2 separate regions of the Mus musculus genome follow, and region 1 is linked to region 2. The links are chromatin contacts, called in public HiChIP or PLAC-seq maps. All regions are on one chromosome and are shown on one strand. The core of a region is the stretch at or near the end of the contact, and the rest is flanking DNA. Distances in the headings are between cores, read along the strand shown. Region 1 has its middle 35 kb from the start of Dlk1. Region 2 overlaps Wdr25 (WD repeat domain 25).

What was found. HiChIP or PLAC-seq counts read pairs in DNA pulled down with a chosen protein or histone mark.
Region 1: a contact with region 2 is called in an HNF4G HiChIP or PLAC-seq map of pancreatic cancer cells. The contact joins two enhancer-like sites. A contact is called at or near these places in 1 of 484 Hi-C or Micro-C datasets (embryonic fibroblasts) and 2 of 115 datasets of contacts at active chromatin or transcription factors (embryonic basal ganglia and pancreatic cancer cells).

What each region holds. Positions count from the first base shown.
Region 1 is chr12:109,416,867-109,419,746 of GRCm38.p6, forward strand. No RefSeq gene overlaps it. Among named protein-coding and RNA genes, the nearest start is that of Dlk1, 35 kb to the right of the region's middle. Within about 2 kb of position 1,560, at least 98 of the 459 cell types and tissues checked have an H3K27ac peak or open chromatin away from gene starts, as enhancers often do. A contact at or near this core is called in pancreatic cancer cells, where this site is marked.
Region 2 is chr12:108,983,530-108,986,229 of GRCm38.p6, forward strand. All of the region lies in intron 3 of Wdr25 (WD repeat domain 25), which reads left to right. Among named protein-coding and RNA genes, the nearest start is that of Gm52002, 61 kb to the right of the region's middle. Within about 2 kb of position 1,407, at least 39 of the 459 cell types and tissues checked have an H3K27ac peak or open chromatin away from gene starts, as enhancers often do. A contact at or near this core is called in pancreatic cancer cells, where this site is marked.

The sequences.
Region 1 (2,880 bases), core at 310-2,809, 430 kb after region 2:
AACATGATCTCAGAGGACTTAGGTGACCCCCTAGAGAATGGAGGGAGGCCAAGAAATGTCAGAGCTGGGTGTGTTGGAGTTACAGTGAGGAGGGTAAGGGACAGGTAGAGAATCCTGGAATCTGTCAACTGCAGACAAGTCTAAGCTCCTTGTCAGCTAGAAGGAATGAAGAGCTGACTCTCCCTCTTGTCCTTCTCCCCACCCTGGGGACAGGCTCCAGACAGGTGAAGACATTTTCCACTGGCCCTCCTGTGACCTTACAGCAGCTTTCCTGAATACCCCCCAGCCCTCCCCAGAAACCCCATCCTGGCTCCACATGCAGCCTTGGGGACATCTGGAGAGACGGGGTTGACCTCCCCCTCTGGTTCATACATTATTGCCTTTGTCCTCTGTCTCATCCCTGCTAAGGCCATGTCCTCTGTCTCACAGGCCCCTCTCGCTCTGGTCCCCATGCCACAGTGACAATGAGCCAGGAATGCCACTTCCTCGGGATCCAACCCTGGGCTTCAAGCTGAGGCTTCTCCTCCCTACAGTTCTGCCTGCACGCCCCTCCACGGCCAGGCGGCCTCACCTTACTAGGCCCACGTGGCCTGTTTTCCCTGGGTGTCCCTCATGTGGGAGCTGTCTCTCTCCACAAGACCCCACGGCCAGTCTAGGTCTAGGCAGGGCTCCACTGGGAGCCCCAGGGAGGGGGGCGATCAGCAAAGGGCTGTGAGCACATGAAGGAATGAGAGCACGTGAATCCAGGAAGGAGGGGACTATGGCGCCTCAAAGGGTGTGGGCTGCTCTCCCCTCTCCTCTTGGAGACAACACTGCTCTGTGTGCAATCTGCTTTCCAGGCCCCTCTCCCCCTTCAGAGCAGAAGGCCAATGGGGCCTCCCTCCCCAACGTGCACCAAGGCCAAAGCTCTGGGCGTCTACCTTGCCTGCTGTCAGCGTGGGCATGACTTATGTGGCTGCTTGGCCCCTGCTCCTCCGGTATGGGGGGATTAATCACCCTGTCTCTGGAGGGGGGGCGGTGATGTTGGGCCAGAGAAACAAGGAAGGGGCTGCCTGTGTGCGTGGTGAGGCACTGAGCAAACCTTGAAACGGATGGAATGGCTGCAGGCAGGGGCCCTGGGCCCCCAGGAGGCCCCTCCGCCCCCTTGGCAGAGCAGACTGCATCAATATTCCACAGGCAGGGCTGGTGAGGCCCTGACTGACTCACACTGGCTGACTAATCTGAAAGTAAGCTGTTTCTACTGCAAGTGGGAAGCTCAGGGAATCTTAAAAACCAAGGGATGGAGCCCTGACTCGCGTTCTAGAATTTTCCTCTTGCTAGGGAGCTGCTCAGCCCCTGCTTGTGTCACATCTTTGGATTGTCCCTCTGTCATGTATCCCTGGGGAAACCGTGGCCAAACTTGGACTGGGGGGGGGGGGCTGCTGGACCCTATTAAATCAAATTCATAGAGCAATGGGGACAACAAGACAAGCAAGACAGTCCCCAAAGGATGTTCCCACAAGCGACACTCAGTGGCACATGACACAGGCCTGGGAGACAGGTCTGTGAGCCAGGATAGGCATGAAGTCTTCTCTAAGTGTGGTAAGCTGCAGGCATTGTTCCTTCTAGGCCCAGGACTCACTGTGTAAAGGGCAGGGCTAGCTCTCAAGCTACAGAGGGGGTGATCCAGAGGCACAGAGAGTGGAGGTAATGCACACAAGGCCACACAGCTGCTAAGGGTAGGTAGAATGGAGACTGGAATTCAGGGTGTTTGCTGCCACCACCATCAGCTTTCCCAGTCTAGCTCACCACACCCCACATTAAAGAGAGGTGTGGAACAAGGTCTTTCAGGCTTGAGCCGGTAATGCTGTGTGCACGCGTGCCCATGAATGTTCACGTGTGTTTGAGTGCCTGGGTGTGCGTCTTATGTGAAGGTCGGAGGTGGAGCTCAGTGACATTTCTCACTGTCTGTGTAAATACCGTCTCAGTGTCTGTGAGGTGCTGCCTGTCCACTTTGAGGTGTAAGATAGGGATCTCTTACTCAGCCTGAAGATGTCTCATTAAGACTAAGCTATGTGGCTGCTGAGCATCATCTCCTGGGCCCCGGAATGACAAGCATGCACTGATGGCTTTTAAATAAAGATTTATTCATTTTCATGGCGTCTTGGGTAGCTCACTCAAGTGAAAGGTGCCTCCAGGCCCTAAGGTGACAGTTTCCCTCTACTCTTGGCCACAGAATGAGAAGGTGGGGTAGGGAAGCTGAGACTCTTCAGACGTAAGTTCATAGGCTATGGAGGCCAGTGTCTTTCACCCACTGCAAATCGTTGGCAAACCAAGGTGACTGTGCCTCAGTTTACCCCAGAACGTGGGAATCCTAATAACAGCAGCTACTGTTTTGTTTATTTTTATTGCTTTTTTTTTTTTTCTGCACATGTTTACGAGGGTGCCTGCATGTGTGGAACCCAGAGGTTGGCGCCGCTGGGTATCTTCCTCGATCGCTGTCTTTACTCAAAATAAGACACGGCTTCACACAGAATCCGGAGCTCATGGATTCCACCAGGCTGGCTGGCCACTACCTCAGAAGATGTCTCAGTCTCCACCACTCCAGTGCTGGGGTGACATTCATGCGTCACAATGTCTGAGTTTTACATGGGTGTTGGGAATCTGAATTCAGGTCCTTATGATAGCATGGGAGACAGTTCACCCAGTGAGCTCTCCTTGCTAATAGTGTGTCCCTAAATGGGTCTCTGTACACATTATCATCACCATCCTCTCTCTGTCTCTCTGTCTCTCTGTCTCTCTGCCTATCTCTCTCTCTCTCTCTTTCTCTCTCTCTCTCTCTCTCTCTTTCTCTCTGAGACACAGTTGCCATGTAGCTCAGGCTGGCCTCCATATTGCTAC
Region 2 (2,700 bases), core at 157-2,656:
AAAAGTGTCCATATGAAGGCCGTGGCGAAGAGGCTTGGAGGAGAGACCATTCGAGAAGGCTCTGTCAGGCTAAGCCTCTGAAGTGCCACTAGCTCCCATGGGTGCTTGAAGCAAGTGGTGTGCCGCAGCCAGGGCCTCTGTAGGTCTTCAAGCTGTGTGGCACACTTGGGTTTCCCCAGCACACTTCAGGAAGACGTTTAGTGCCCCTGAAAACCACAAAGGAAACAGTGAGCGCTGGCTGTTGCAGCCCCCAAGGGGTAGGCTTGTTCTCAGACTGGCATTTGTGTCTGTTTGCCACTGAGGGCTTCTCCAGCAGGGTTCAAATTGATGATGGTCCCTGGCTACTGTCCTTCAGGTACACCTTTGCCCACCCCCACCTTTTTTAGCCATGTCACAAGACCCTTTCTTTAACCCCCTTCTGCATGTGTCTGCCATCTGTGACCCCTTCTCCTGGAAACTAAGCATCCTTTCACTGGCTCCCATCTAGGGAGGGCTTCTTCATCTTCATAAAGCAGTTCTTATCCATAGCTAGGACACTCATGCCAGCCCTCCTTATGAAGAAGATGACACCAGGCCCTGGCACGATTTTATTGATTGAAATGGGCTTACAGTAGCCATGTTTCTCCTCTGTGTGGGCAGCAGCCATCAAGGAACAACTGGTTCTTCTTAGGTTAGGCCCCCTTTGTTGACTGGCCCCGGATCTGAACTCAGTCAGGCCATGTTTGATGTTAGTATGGTGGCTTATGTGTTTCAACAAAGCTGCTTACAGCCAAACACAGCTGGTTTGCAAGCTAACTCCCCACCTCCTAATTTTAAGAAATGCAGTTTTGTCCAGCTTGATAATTGAAAGTGGCTGGGCTTGGAAGGAAAAGAATGGCAGCTGCCAGCTCCTGCAGCCACCATCCATGTGGCCGTACTGTCTGTCAGGTCCAGGGCTTGCTTCTGCTCTTCTGTGTCTGCTCTCACACCCACCCCTGAAGGGCAGTTTTGAGCATGGCTTTGCAGTAAGGCTGTCAGGCTCTGAGCCCAGAGCGTGCCAGTGGGCATGCAGACAAGGCCTACCTGGCCCTCAGCCCGCATCCTGCCTGGCCTCTGCCCCCTTGCCCGCATGGCCCTGATCCTGCTGCACAGAGGGTGATTTGAACGTTAGCAAGCTTCTTTTCTCCTTAACTTTGAGTCAGGATGGTTACATTTACAGCTGGCTGAATACTTCCCAGAGGACGCTGTAACGATATTGATTTTAGCGAGATGAGTCATATGCCTGCTGCCTGGGAACATAGGCTCAATTACCACGGGCCAACAACACAAGCTTTTCCCTGTCAACATTTTCCCTACATGTCCCTGAGTCTGTGGCTAGGAACAAAGAGCCACGGAGGAGGAAAGGTCACGAGTCGCCGGTGGGTCTGGAGGTGGGATGCAGACAGAGGGACTCTGGGGTCAGACGAGCCAGTCAGTGTCTGTGTGGCTGGCCGTAGGGCCAGATGTCCTCTCCCTCACCAGACTCCCTTTCCTCAGCTCCGAGATGCAGATTAGTTCCTGCCCTTACCCAGGATTGCTGTGTGACAAGTGCAGGATCCAACCAGGCCTGCGGGGATAAGCTTACTGTACATGTTGGTCCCCCTTCCCACGTGTGACCTCAGAGTAGCATAGCCAAGGTGAGCTCCCTGCAGGGGGCATGGTCGTCCCTTCTCTTTCAAAGGGATCAGTACTTGGGTTTCACTTCATCTGAAGTGCCATTGATGAGTCAGGAGTGGTCTGGGAGCCAAACATGCTGAGTGAAAATGGAGGTGCATAGGCCCCGACTCAGCATTAGGCTGCCAGATGTTGTCACCCTGGCTACAGGAGGGGCTGCCCCAGGTAAGCTTGATTTCTATCCCAGCGCTCAGTGGTTGCCTGCCTGGGTCACCCAGCCCCTCAGTGGTACTGGATGGAGAAGCTATGGAAGTGGTAGTGTTTGGAGAGTGAGTACTCAGAGTTTCTGTGGAACCCTTGAACCATGGCTTTGCTTTAAAGGACGGTTTATTCTAGGGCTGTGGATTGAACTTGGAGCCTCAGACTCATAAGCAAGGACTCTGTGCTGACACCCCCCCCCCCAAGCCCAGAAACATAGTTTCTATTTGTATCATTATCGATCCAAAAGGGAAAAGAAGTAATTTTTCTTAACTCCAAGAAGATCCAAACAGTTTTTATACTGGTTGAGCTCATTATAACCAGATCAATACAGCCAAGTGCCAATGGATTACATATTTTAAAGCTCAATTTCCTATAAGCCTGCAGTGAATAAACAGAAATTCCTATAACAAGCAGACAAGCAAGATAGTCCCAAGGTGAAAGGTCTGTTACAGCTAGCCCAAGAAGAAGCCCCGCCCAGGGGGAGAACTGATAGACAGGCGACCGTTTGGGGGAGGTGAGAGAGTGCCACGGATTCCAGGAGAAAGACCTTCACCTCAGAGCGGCCAGTGCTCTTGGTCAAGCTTCTCCTTGCTGACTTATCTCCCGCCTTTCCTTTCTGCAAGGCTCCTCAGCAAAGGTGCAAGGCAGCCCAGGCCTGCTGTGTTCTCCAGGCCTCCCGGGAAAGCCCAGCAGTCATTAGTCTCTTAAGGTTCCCATGGTTAAAACCCAGCATCCCTTGGCTTTAGCTTTTAATTTAACCACAGATGAATTCAATAAGTTAGGGTTTAATTTTTCAAACAATAATGG